Regions from separate parts of the Sus scrofa genome. Here region 1 is linked to region 2. A link is a contact called in public Hi-C data. All regions are on one chromosome and are shown on one strand. The core of a region is the stretch at or near the end of the contact, and the rest is flanking DNA. Distances in the headings are between cores, read along the strand shown. Region 1 holds the start of MROH1 (maestro heat-like repeat-containing protein family member 1). Region 2 holds the start of LOC106507406.

Region 1 (6,578 bases), core at 2,335-4,834, 140 kb after region 2:
TTGTGAGATGCACAGATCAACAGAACTGCATAAAAAGTCCAGAAATAAACACCAGTGAGGAAGGAGAAGAAAGGCAGGATTTTAAATAATAAAAAGATGCTTTAGAAAAGACAGATTAGCCAATAAATAGCGTCGAGGCACTTAGGGGAAAAAATCAGTCTTCCCCAAATAAATGCTAGATGTGAAAATGAAACGTACGTCCTAAGTGAAGACAGTATATAGTCTTGGCATAGGAAAGGGTTTTCTAAGCCAGACACAAAAGCTCGTGCGCTTTGATAAACACCGTTCAGCTGGACCACATAAAATTTTTTAATTTCCGAAAGTCAAAAGCATACATCACTTGAAAACCACATCCATACACACACACACCCATGCCCACAACCCTATGTGCTCACACCTCACCCAGCCTCAGTGGAGCATAAAGTAAATAAAAGACCAGATGGGACGAGTCTGTCGCGATAGAAATGACAAGAGGCTAGTGGGTCTAGAATAACATGTAAAGGAGCTCCCTACACAACAGGACCTACAGGAAACCGGCAGCAGGCAGCGCCCAGCCGGTGAGCCCCAGACTCGGCTCTCCCCGCGTCACCAGTGAAAGGCTGGGATGAGGCCTGGCACACAGCTGCACTCTGCCGGCACCAGATGTCATCAGTGCTGTGGCCACCACACAGGGAAGGACAGCCAGCAGAGCCTGTGGAGGGTCCCCGACAAGCCCAAATGGGTGTCTGTCTACAGAAGCCCTTACGTGAGTTCACGGTGTTAGAAAAAACACGTCTGTCAATCAGGGATCTGGGTTAGACTTTTCAAAAACCAAGCACTGGGAAAAAGCATCAGCTCCCTTAGTAGTGACTGAAGAGCTGGCCTTGACCGGCTTTGAAAGCTTCTACCAGCTGCCCCTGCCGCAGGCCAGAGGGATGGCAGCCCAGACCCTGCCCTCCACGGAGCAGACAGACCTGTGAGCACAGTACAGAAGGCACAGCACTCCATGGGGGAAGGGTCTGGAAGGGCCGCCCCCCACACCCCCACATCCCGCAGTTAATACCTTAGAGGCGCCATCTCCTTTAATCTGCACAGCCACAGCCAAGCATGTCTGAGAGGACACTTAGCAGCTGGTAAGCAGTGTGGCAGGACTCAACCAGGACTGGCTCCCGCTAACCAGCAGCAACGCCACTGCTCACCTGGGCCTCGGTGGACCCTGGATCTGAACTAAGCACAGACACCTGCTTCCAGGCACATGTGATAGTTGTGAATACAGCCAGCAAGCAGCCCACGGGCTTTACCTCTGATCCACCAGAGCCCTCAGCAGGCAGCAAACAGCCCTGGGGGAGTGAGAAACAGCAAGATGCAGGTTCCAACAGTCTGCAGCAGCCTGGACCTTGGTTTCAAGGTAACCAAGACAGCTCAACTCCAGGCCATTTCACACTGACGCCAAAGAGAGACCAGAGACATGTGCTCACTGGAGCTATGACGGTCAAAGATCCTGCAGACAGCCCCTTGGCTGTCAGGACTGTAGGGGCAACCACATAACAATCATGCTACCAGTGAAGGGTCCCACCACCGATGACAGGGGTCTCCTGGGGCCCAGGGCCTGCTGGCCACGTCCATCTGGATCGTCTCCAGCACGCACATCTGACAGGGCTAACACTGTCTTCCCCACTGACTTCTCCCCGGCCCCCACCTCACCGGCCTCTTCCTGTGTCATCATGCACTCAGGTGTCTAAGTCAGGAGTCAGCATCACCCCTCCTGGTCCTCCATCTCCCTCCGCACACCCCACAGTGGCTCACTGACACCCCCTTCTCCACCTCTACCACCATCCCTTCCCACCGTGGCTCCTGCCTCCAGAAATGTCCCCTCCAAGTCGGCTCCACCCCCAACCCCACATGCCTCCCCACCAGACAGCTGCTCTGGCCCCCACCCCCCTTGGTGCCTCCCTGCCCCCACCCTGCCAGGCTGGCAAAGGGGAACCTCCGGCAAGTGTGTAGATTGGAGCTGTGGGTGCCCACAGAGCCCTCTTCTCAGGCCCTGCCACTGCATTACAGCTGTGGTGGCGCTGCAGGAAAATCAGAACCCCAAACTGGGCCCAGGAGCCCAGGGACTGGGGGCCGGCCCTGGCCGAGCACCACCTAGTTCTCAGCTTAATTGACAGCTGGATTTCCTGAAGCCCTTCCAGCTGTACCATCTACACTACGGGGCCAGTAATCCTCAGGATTTGGGACAAATGACCTCCCTGCTCTGGACTGCCTCCCCCTCTAATGTCAAAGAGAAAATGGAAAGAATGCAATGGTCCCTTCCCTTTCCGACTCTAAGGGTTTAGGCTCAGCTTGCCATAGAGAGGAACCCCGCAAGCCTGCTGGGGAAGCAGAGACCTGGACCACACGCCTCCGCAAAGTGACAGGCACTAGGACTCGGGGCCAAAAGACCCCCAGGGCGGGGATGGGTACGGAGACCAGGGACCCTGAGTCCCACCCTGCAGGGGGCGGGCAGGGGGCCGGGCGCCCAGAGTTCCACGCCGACGTGGGGAAGAACATGAGCGGCTCGGCTCCCAGGCCGCTCTTCCGGGTTGTGACGCAGCGAATCCGGATGCGCGCGGGGCCGGCCGCACCTGAGTCCGGAGAAGGGGGCGGGCTCGGCCCCGCGACGCCCGGGACCCTCCCGAGCTCACCTGGTGACCTTGGAGAGGCGCCCCCTGACTCGGTTTCCCGCGCGGCCTGAACAAGGGGGCCGCCCCAGGGCCCACAGCGCACACTTCCCCGAGGGGGCCTCCCGAGCGGCCCCCGACTCCCGACCGCCGGCCCAGATCGAGGTTTACCTAAAGGTCCGCGGCAGCCGCCGCCCGGGCGCCGCCCTCCCGACTGCCGCGGCCGGGGGTGGGCGTGGCCAGGCGACAGCCCGCCCCGCCGCCCTCTGCCAACCGCAGCCCGGCGCGCGGCGGCCCGGCCCCGCCTCCACGCGATGTCCGCGCTCATTGGTCCGTGGGGCGTCCTTCTCGTTCGCTCTCTTTCCACCACGCCCACCGAGCCCCAGAGGGCCGGAGTGCGCAATCTCCGCCTCGCGCTCGGCCCCGCCACCGCCGCCCCGTGACATCCGCACCTGACTGTTGGGTGAGAATACACCGCCCTGTGGACCGCAAGGCGTTCGTCCGGTTGCGGGACCCCGCCTCCTTCTCGCTCTGCTCTGTGTCCCTGTCCGACACTTACATCCAGACGGTCCTGGCACACAGACACCGCCCCACATACGGAAGGACGCATTGGGGACACGGGCTCAGCGCGCCAATTAGCCCAAAGCCGGTCCCCGCGCAAATACATACTTGTCCAGGTACACACGCCAGGTGGGCCTGACCTGGTAACACATGGGCACTGTCAAGTCCTATATCTCTCACACACGAACACAGCAAACACCCCAAAGACCCCAAGCCCTCCGCCAGCAGGTACACGCATACATGCGCATGGTTCAGCAGGCCAGCAGACTGTGGGGATCCAGATGAGCAGGTGTCCTGTAGTTCCCGTGTGGTGCAGTAGGTTAAGAATCCGGCGTTTTCTCGGAGGCCGTGGGGTTTGATTCCCAGCTCGGGAACTTCCGTAAGCTGTGGGTGTGGCCATTAAAAAGGAAAAAAAAAAAGGAAGTTCCACTTGCGGCTCGGCGGTAACAAACCCGACTGGTATCCATGAGGACGTGGGTTGGATCGCTGGCCTCGCTCAGTGGGTTAAGGATCCGGCACTGCTGTGAGCTGTGGTGTAGGTCACAGCGCAGCTCAGATCCTGCATTGCTGTGGCTGTGGCATAGGCTGGCGGCTGCAGTTCTTTTTTTTTTTTTTTTTTGTCTTTTTGCCATTTCTTGGGCCACTCTCGCGGCATATGAAGGTTCCCAGGCTAGGGGTCTAATCAGAGCTGTAGCCGCCAGCCTACCCAGAGACACGGCAGCACAGGATCTGAGCCGTGTCTGCAACCTACACCACAGCTAATGGCAACGCCGGATCCTTAACCCACTGAGCAAGGGCAGGGATCGAGCCCGAAACCTCCTGGTTCCTAGTCGGATTTGTTAACCACTGCGTCACAATGGGAACTCCCTGGCAGCTGTAGTTCTGATTGGTCCCCTGGCCTGAGAACTTCCATATACTGCAGCTGTAGAAATAATAATTCTTTAAAGGTCTGCAAATAACAAATACTGGAGAGGGTGTGGAGAAAAGGGAGCCCTCCTGCACTGTTGATGGGAATGTAAATTGGTGCCGCCACTATGAAGAACACTACGGAGTTTCCTCAAAAAAATAAAGATAGGGAGTTCCTGTTGTGGCGCAGTGGAAACAGATGCAACTGGTATCCATGAGAAGGCAGGTTCGATCCCTGGCCTTGCTCAGTGGGTTAAGGATCTGGCATTGCCATGAGCTGTGGTGGTCACAGATGCAGTGCAGATCCTGCATTGCTGTGGCTGTGGCGTAGGCTGGCAGCTATAGCACTGATTTGACCCTGAGCCTGAGAATTTCCATACACTGTGGCTGTAGCCCTAAAAGCAGAAAAAAAAAAAAACTAATACAATATTGTAAATCAACTATACTTCAATAAATAATAAATTTTAGGCATTCCCATCGTGGTTCGGTGGGATACAAATTTGACTAGTATCTGTGAGGATAGAGGTTCAATCCTTGGCCCCACTCAGTAGGTTAAGGATCTGGCGTTTCCATGAGCTGCGGTGTAGGTCGCAGATGCAGCTTGGATGCTGCACTGCCATGGCTGTGGCATATGCCAGCAGCTGTGGCTCCACTTTGACCCCTGACCTGGGAACTTCCATATGCTATGCGTATAGGCAAAAAAAATTTTTTTAACCTTTCTTGGCCATGCCCATGGTATGCAGAAGTTCCCAGACCAGAGATTGAACCCATACCGTGACAGTGGCAACACCAGATCTTTAACTGCTGGGGAACTTGGAAAAAATCTTTCTTAAAAAAAAAATGAATCTGGGAGTTCCCATCATGGCTCAGTGGTTAACAACTCCGACTAGGAACCATGAGATAGCAGGTTCCATCCCTGGCCTCGCTCAGTGGGTTAAGGATCTGGTGTTGCTGTGAGCTATGGTGTAGGCTGCAGATGGATTGGATCCTGCGTTGCCGTGGCTGTGGTGTAGGCTGGCGGGTACAGCTCTGATTTGACCCCTAGCCTGGGAACCCCCCTATGCCGCGAGTGCAGCCTAAACACACACACATGCACACACTCACATACACACAGGAGGATAAGGTCCACTCGGCCCCCAAGGATGCTGCTCACCCAGCCTTGCCCCTGCCAAGTTCAGCAAGGTGCACAAAGGCCGCATCCCGCCCCCAAGGGGCTGTGGCTGTCATGCAGGCGTTGCTTCCACCCCCACAGGTGGCCAGCAAGATCAGCTCCGCCGCTGAGGCCCCTGTGGAGTGCTGCTCCCACAGGCCCTGCCCGGGGAGACCTTGCCATTCAGTGCTGCCTACAAGCACCTGAACGGGCACAGAGCCCCTGCGACAGCCTGTTCCTGTCCTGCTCACCCTCCCCCCGCCCGGCACCCTTATGCTGCAGCCCCACCCCATCCCGAGACTCCAATCCAGTGCGCTTGACAGCCCCTCCTAGGGGTGACAGTAGACAGGTGGGGATCTGACAGGTGTAGCTGTCTGAGGCCTAGGAGAATGGCCAGTGCTCCTGCTGGTGCTGGAGCTGGCAGCCCGTGGCACTCTGCGGGAGCACGTCAGTGCAGTGTCTGACCACCACTGCTGCCCGGGGCTGGAGAGGAGGCCTGCGGCTACTTTGGCAGCTGGTCAGCATCGTAACCCACTGCCATGACTCGAGTGTCGTGAACTGGTGAGGGTGCCTGCTGCCCCACCCACCCAGACACCTGGAGAGACCAGCCCCCAGCCCAACCCAACTCTTACCCCAGCCAGGCCTGCATTCAACCCTCCTAAGAGGCCTGGACCCCAGCCTTGCCTGCTCGCCCAGGCCCAGCACACAGCCTTTCCCAGGAGTCACGATCTCCTTCCCCCGGCACCGCCTTGCTGCATGCCCAGCATAGTCTTCGGCTTTGCCGGTTGGTCGGGGCTCAAGAACGCACTGCTAAGCTCCTTCCGTGTCTCCGTCGCCGACACGCCCCGCATCCTCCTGAGCGGGAAGCAGGGGGAGCAGGAGCCTGTGTGACGGCCACCCCAGGGGCTCCAACGGCCCTGCAGCAGGGCCCCAGGGGAGGGGAGGGGGCACCCTGAGAGGCCCACACCTTGGAGCTGTCGTCCTCTCCGCCAGGGTGGCTGGGGAGCTGCCGGAGCGACAGCCCCACCACTTATGCTGCCCCTGAGGTGCAGGGGCCCCAGCTTCCCACCAGGCCCGTCCTCAGGTAAGCGCCTCCTCCCTGTACCCCTCCCAAGTCCCACTCGTGCCTGCAGAGTGGGCAGAGTTTGGAGAAGGGTCATTCCTCCCTCAGCCAGGCTGGGAAGACTGTGGGCAGGGGCTGGGGTGGGGGGACAGGAGGGCGGTGGCCCCACTGAGCCTGAGCCCTGTGCTAGCCCAGGGCTGGCCGCCTCACCTCCATCTCCCTCCAGGAAACACTAAAACACAGATCCCCTCCACTCAGG
Region 2 (6,145 bases), core at 1,142-3,641:
CTAGCCTGGGAACCTCCATATGCCTATGCTGAGGGAGCGGCCCAAGAAATGGCAAAAAGACAAAAAAAAAAAAAAAAAAAAAAAAAAAGCCACTGGAAGTCTCCCCCTTAAAGTTCGGCTTTTCAGTAACATGGGACCTGCTGGGCCTGGAGGCAGCACATCCCTGACGCAGAGGGAGGCAGAGGAACACAGAACAATCGCCAAATCCTTCCTATCCGACCTGGGCTGGGCCCAGCTGCTGCAATGTGAGCCAGGACAAGGGGAACAGAGACCCCGAGGCTCTATGGGGGGCGGTCCATGCAATGGCCTGGAGTATGGGAGCACCCTGCAAACTCCTAGGTCTGTCGGGGGCCAAAGTGGTCTTGCCTTGGGACCCCAGCCTCCTCTCTTGCCACAAAGCCCCTGACACCTCCAGTTCTCAGTGGGAGAGACTCAGGGTGGCCTCAGGTGGAGGAGGGCTGAAAAAAACATGGGTATTTCCAACTGTCTTTCCCAAGCCTCTCCTAGCTGGACCACACAACACGGGGGCGGGGGGGGGGCGCACAGTGACCTCAGATATCAGGGTGGTGGCAGGGATGCTGCAAAGGAGGTGGAGTGAAGAGGACCAAGTAATTGCTCCTGGGCCTCATGTGCACTCCGAACCCTGGGCGCTTCGGACTGATGGCCAAGGCCTGGGCCCAGCTGCCCCTCCCAGGGGACAGGGGCAGGGACTGCAGGCTCTACCCCAGCAAGCCAGGGCAAGGTCGGCCTGAATGATCCCCTGGAGAGCTGCGGCCGAGGGACACATGTGTTGGTGCTCTGATGGCCTGTCCATCAAGAGGGTTGGGGGCCGCAGGGATGGGGACCTCGAGCAGGAACAGAGGAACCCACGGATGAAGGAACAGAGACAGGAGGGAAAAGTGAAGGGGGTGGAGGAATGAGAGTGAAGAAAGGTGCGGAGGGAGGGACAAAGAATGGGGCAGGAGGGTGGAAGGATGAGGGAAGGGCCGGAGGAACAAAAGTACACCGACCTAGAGACTGGGCGACTGGGACTAACGGAGGGGGACAGGGATGCGGTGGGTCCGCAGCACTGGGCGGATCGTCTGGGAGGAGGCGGTGAAGGGGTGAAGGGACTGCGCCTGGCACGTCCCGCTGGCGCCCCGAGGGTTCGCCTGGTAATTAGGCCTGGGTCCAGATGGGCCCCCAGTCCCGCAATCAAAATGCTAATTGGCCCCGGGCCTCCGGCTGCGCCTTTGCCTGGCCCCCTTGGGAGGGGGCAGGGACAAGCGGCTCGGCCAAGGGGATCCCTGTCCCCGCCCCCACTGCGGGCCCTGCCGGCTGCGGCTCTGCGATAAGGGGGAGGCCGAGCCCTGCCCCCGCCCCTCGGGAGCAACTGCCACGCAAGATGAATACCCCAGCGCTGCCACAAAGCGGGCCTGTGGTCTCCGCCGCGCCCCAGGGCCGGGCCGGCTCGCTCAGTCACCCTCGCTGGGCTCCTGGGCTGAGATGCGGGAGGAAACCGGGAGCCCGGCAGGCTCCAGGGCGCTGAGCTCAGCACTCCAGGCACGCCCCCGAAGGCGTCCCCCCCGCCCCGCGTGGCCCTCCCGCCGCGCGCTCCCGGCCGGTGTCCGCGGGCACGCCGTGCCGCCCCGCACAAGGTCACCGCGTGCAGTGATGGGTGAGCGCGCGCCCCCGCCTGGCGCGCGCTGCTCGTTCGGACGCGCCGCGACACTCCCGGGAGCCGTCCCTGCGACCTTGGTCCCCAGAGACAGCGGGCCGCGTGGGGGCGCGCGCCTAGCTTGGAGATCCGAATTGCTGGGAGAGGGCGGGTGAGGGGACAATGGCGGCACCGGGCCCTAATTGGGGACATATGTCCCCGCGTGCGGCCATTGTGCGGCCCGGAACTCGCCGCACCCCCGCGCCCGCCATTGGCTGCTGAGCGTGACGTCATAGGGGCTGCAAACCCGGGGCGGCCGGGGGCAGGGTTATCCGCCTGGTTGCGGGGCCGCGTGGGGGAGCTGCAGGCGCGCGGAAGGGCAGAAAACCGCCAATGAAACCGAATTTCTGGAGCAAGGACATGGCAGCCCCTCTCCCCCTTCACACCCCACTCGCTGCGTCGCCGTTGCGCTCGACCTCCGCCCCTCGGGAGAAAGGCGGGGGTGTTGGAGGCCTCTCCAGCGGGCACGGGGTCAGCCCGGGTGACAGAGTGGCAGAGAGTCACTGCGGCACAGGGCGCGCGCAGCACTTCCACACTGCGCTTTCGCTGCCTCAGCATTCGCCGCCTCGCCTCCCGCCTCCCCCATCTGCCCCCGCAGATCCCTAGCCTCCGCACCCGAAAGCTGGGCTGGCTGGACCACTCTAGGGCCCGCCCTGCGTTCCTCCCCCAAAGATCCCACGTCGGGGCTTGAGGGTCTCGGGCCTGTTTCCACCCTTCCCCCTACGCCCGACAATGCTGTGGGCCGCTGGGCCTCGGTTCCCGGCGGCTCTTTGGGAACTCCGCACGAGCGGGGTCCGCGGCATCCCCAAGACCCCTCCCTGGAGACCCTGGCGGGGGCCCGGCCCAAAGCAGCCATTTCCGCCGACCTCTCCCCCACTCCTCCCTCCCCCTCCTTCAGCTCCTGGGCTTTAAAAGCCGGAGGCTGGGCTGGGCCACGGGCAGAGGCGGCCGCGGGCGCAGGAGGCCGGGCGCAGGAGCTGTCCGAGCCTCGAGCCCCGCCCCCGGAGCCCCCGTCCCTCCCTCCCACCTCCCTTCGGCCCGCCCTCCCTGCGCACCCCTCCCCCGAGGACCCCCGCCCCCCGCCCGCCGCCGCCGCTCGCTCGGGCTGCAGAACAATAAAGCAAGCCTCCCAGAGACCCCCGCCGAGGACCCCCGCCCGGCGGCCGAGCCCCCGCGGCCCGCCCCTCGCTGCCTGCGCCGGCGGAGCGCGCCCGGGCGCTGGCCGAGGTGCTGGCCGGGCCGGCGCTGGCCGCGGTGCTGAAGCTGCCGACGCTCCGGCCGCCGCCGCCGCGTTCTCCCGGCCCCGCGCCGCCACTCCCGGGGGCATGGGGGGTCGCTGACTGAGGCTCCGCCGCCGCGGCGGGGGGGAGGGGAAGGGGGCCGCGGAGCCGGGCCAGCCCTGCACCCACTCGCAGCCTCCGGGCCCGGGACGGAGCCGCTCCCCCCCCTCCCCGCCCCCCCAGCCTCCTCCCCCGCCTGTCCAGGGGCGGCACTGCGGGCTGGGAAGCCGGGACCAGAGGAGGAAAGGAAGGAAGGAAGAAGGAAGAGAAGAAGAGAAGAGAAGGAGGGAAGGAGAAGAAGAGGGATCCGGAGGAGCAGAGGAGGAAACGCAAGACAGGCAGGCAGGAGAGAGGACGGCACTCGTGCGGCAGCATCCAAAGGCCAGAGTGGGGACTCGTGCTGCTTCCGCCGCTCCTCGGATGGTGACGGGGCCTCGCCGCGGCCGCAGCCCCCCGCGTCCCGGCTCCGCAGGCCCACAGCGCCGGAGCCCCGCAGGAATCATGCCCAGATCCTTCCTGGTCAAGAAGGTCAAACTTGACACGTTCTCCTCGGCAGACCTCGAGAGCTCTTACGGGCGCGCCCGAAGCGACCTCGGCGTGCGACTGCAGGAGAAAGGTGCGAGCTGGGATGAGGCTGAGGGCGGTGAGGGGTCCGGGGCAATGCTGGGAGGGGGTAGAGGGCCAGAATGTAGGGCTGGAGGGAGCAGGAGTCCCAGGAAATAGACCAGAGCGAACCAGAACCAGTAGGAGGCGGTGGCTGGAGAGGGGCTTGGGAGGGGATGGAGATGGGGGTGGGGTGGGGAGAGGGAAACGCAGAGACAGGCCCGAACCGAGCCAAGGCTGGGCCGGGAGAGTGTCAATGCAGGAGGGAATGTGGGGAACGGAGGTCAAGAACAGGAGGTACACACTGACCCACACCCTGACCTGTGGTGGGGCAAACACAGCATGGACACCTGCTGACATGACAGGAGCCAGCGATGCATGCAAACCCACTCAGAAAACTGAGCCTGCCTCAGAACCCTCTTCTCTTCTTTGGCTACACCTCCAGGACCCCCTGCTAGGGCCAGCAGGGAAGCGCTATGAGCTCCAGGGAGTAGCCATGTGGTCCTGGGGGCCGCCCACCTGTCAGGGCGAAGGTACCAGCAGAGGCAGCAGCAGTATCCTCCCTCCATCCAGGGTCAGGAAGAAGGGTGTGGGCAGGTGGTCTGTGGGCGGGCAGGGGAAGTCCAAAGTGGCGGAGGCAGGGGAGGCTCTTTGTGTAAGGGTGCCCAAATTCAAGGACAACTGTGAACATGCAGACAAGGGGTCCAGGAGTGCCAGCAGACTGGGGTGGTAAAACAAGTGTGACCTGCGGGAACATAAGCCTGTGTGCACCCATGTGATTGCGTGTGGCCATGTGACTGTGTGCGCTTGTGTGTGACCCTGTATGAGTGTGTGCCTGCTTGTGTGCCACTACATGGGACCATGTGACTCTGAGGCTGTTATGCACCCATGTGACTGGTGACCCTAGCTGAGAGGGTGTCAGGGGATGGCTGCATGTCTGACCCTGCATGAGTAGGCGGTGTATGCCTGAATCAGCCTGCAGCCTACACAGAGGGGACTCCAGGCTTGACAGTGTCTGAGAGGCTGAGCGTAACCCTGAAGAAGCCAGAGCCAGTATTGTGTGGGGTGTGCGTTTGTGACTTTGAGGTTGTGAGATCCGTCTCATGCCTTGAGAACAACTGCAGTTACAGCATGAATAATGCTGCTGGCCTGCAGTTTGTCCCTGTGAAGGTGTCCCCTGGCGGATGCCCTGGCACTGTCCCCAACACAGCCTCTTATTGGTCACCTTTGCTGGGGCTTGGGAAGGCCCCCACAAAGGATTAGGGCCTGAAGGAAGAGGGTAATGTGGAGCGAGGGTTCAGGATGACCGAAGGCGGGGGGCGGGGGGGGGAGCAGAGTGATTGGCAAGAGGTAGATCTGGAGCCGAAGAGGATCAAGTCTAGTGAGTAGTGGGAGAACCCGGAGATGAAAGGGAGGTGCTAGAGGGGTCGGGGGAGGTAGTAGTCTCCAGGGCTTGTTGGGGGACCTGGAACCCCAGAGAGGGGGCAGCACTGAGGCTGCGGGCGGTTCTCGGCCCAGTGGAAAAGCTGGTGGGAACCACGGTTAGCGGGAGCGCCGGGGTCCCTGGACAGGCAGTCCTGGCTTTGTGCGCTGCGGGTCCGCAGTGTGTTGCATAATCAGGGAAAACTGCTGAAGTGGGGAGAACCCGAGGGGGAGGGAAAGGGGGAGGGGGAGGAGAGGGGGCGGCGGGGAAGGAGGGCGAGGGTAGCGCCGCCCCTCCCCCCTGACCTTGAAGCTCGGCTTCAAGGGAGGGGGGCAGCCGCGCCCGAAGATGCGACTCTTTCCTCCTCCTGCGAGGGTGGGGCGGGCAGGCGGCGGGGCGGAGCCGGCCGGGCCCTGTCTCATCTCTCCTCTCCTCTCTTCCCCTCCCCGCTGTCTCCATCCTCCCTGCCCCGCGGTCCCTTGGCCCCTTATCCTTTGTCCTCCTCCTGGTTCCCTTCCTCCCGGACCCCGGTGTCTCCCGCCTCTCGCCCGCGTGTGTCTCACCCGCTGCCCGCTTTCCCTCCCGCTGTCTGCCTGTCTGTCCGCCTCGGCCCATAGGATACCTCAACGACTACGCGGGGCCCGCCTCCGTCTACGATGGCGACGCCGAGGCGGCCTTGCTCAAAGGGCCGTCCCCGGAGCCCATGTACGCTGCGGCCGTGCGGGGAGAGCTGGGCCCGGCGGCCGCGGGTTCGGCGCCGCCGCCCACCCCGCGCCCGGAGCTGGCCACAGCCGCGGGTGGCTACATCAACGGCGACGCGGCGGTCAGCGAGGGCTACGCCGCTGACGCCTTCTTCATCACTGACGGGCGCTCCCGCCGCAAGGCCGCCAATGCCAACGCGGCCGCCGCCCCCTCCACGGCCTCGGCGGCGGCCCCCGACGGCGACGGCGGAGGTGGGGTCGGGGCGGGGTCCCGCGGTGCTGGGTCGGGGGCCGCGGGTCGGAGCGGCGCGCGCGCGGGGGCGGGCACCGAGGCGCGCTCAGGGCCCGGGGCCGGCGGCGCGGGAGGCCGGCACGCTTGCGGCGAGTGCGGCAAAACGTACGCCACGTCGTCGAACCTGAGCCGCCACAAGCAGACGCACCG

The links. A called contact is a pair of places that touch in the nucleus more often than the background predicts.
Region 1: a contact with region 2 is called in a Hi-C map of fetal skeletal muscle, with 2.9 times the contacts expected there. The contact joins the promoter of MROH1 here to the promoter of LOC106507406 in region 2. A contact is called at or near these places in 1 of 5 promoter capture datasets (liver) and 1 of 47 Hi-C or Micro-C datasets (fetal skeletal muscle).

What each region holds. Positions count from the first base shown.
Region 1 is chr4:574,275-580,852 of Sscrofa11.1, forward strand. It overlaps MROH1 (maestro heat-like repeat-containing protein family member 1), which reads right to left and starts at 3,585. Exons shown (of 44, transcript XM_021090405.1): 1 at 3,441-3,585.
Region 2 is chr4:440,114-446,258 of Sscrofa11.1, forward strand. It overlaps LOC106507406, which reads right to left and starts at 2,392. Exons shown (of 3, transcript XM_021090502.1): 1 at 1,393-2,392. The coding sequence starts at 2,254. SCRT1 (transcriptional repressor scratch 1) reads left to right here and starts at 2,987. Exons shown (of 2, transcript XM_021090532.1): 1 at 2,987-3,592; 2 at 5,620-6,145. The coding sequence starts at 3,397.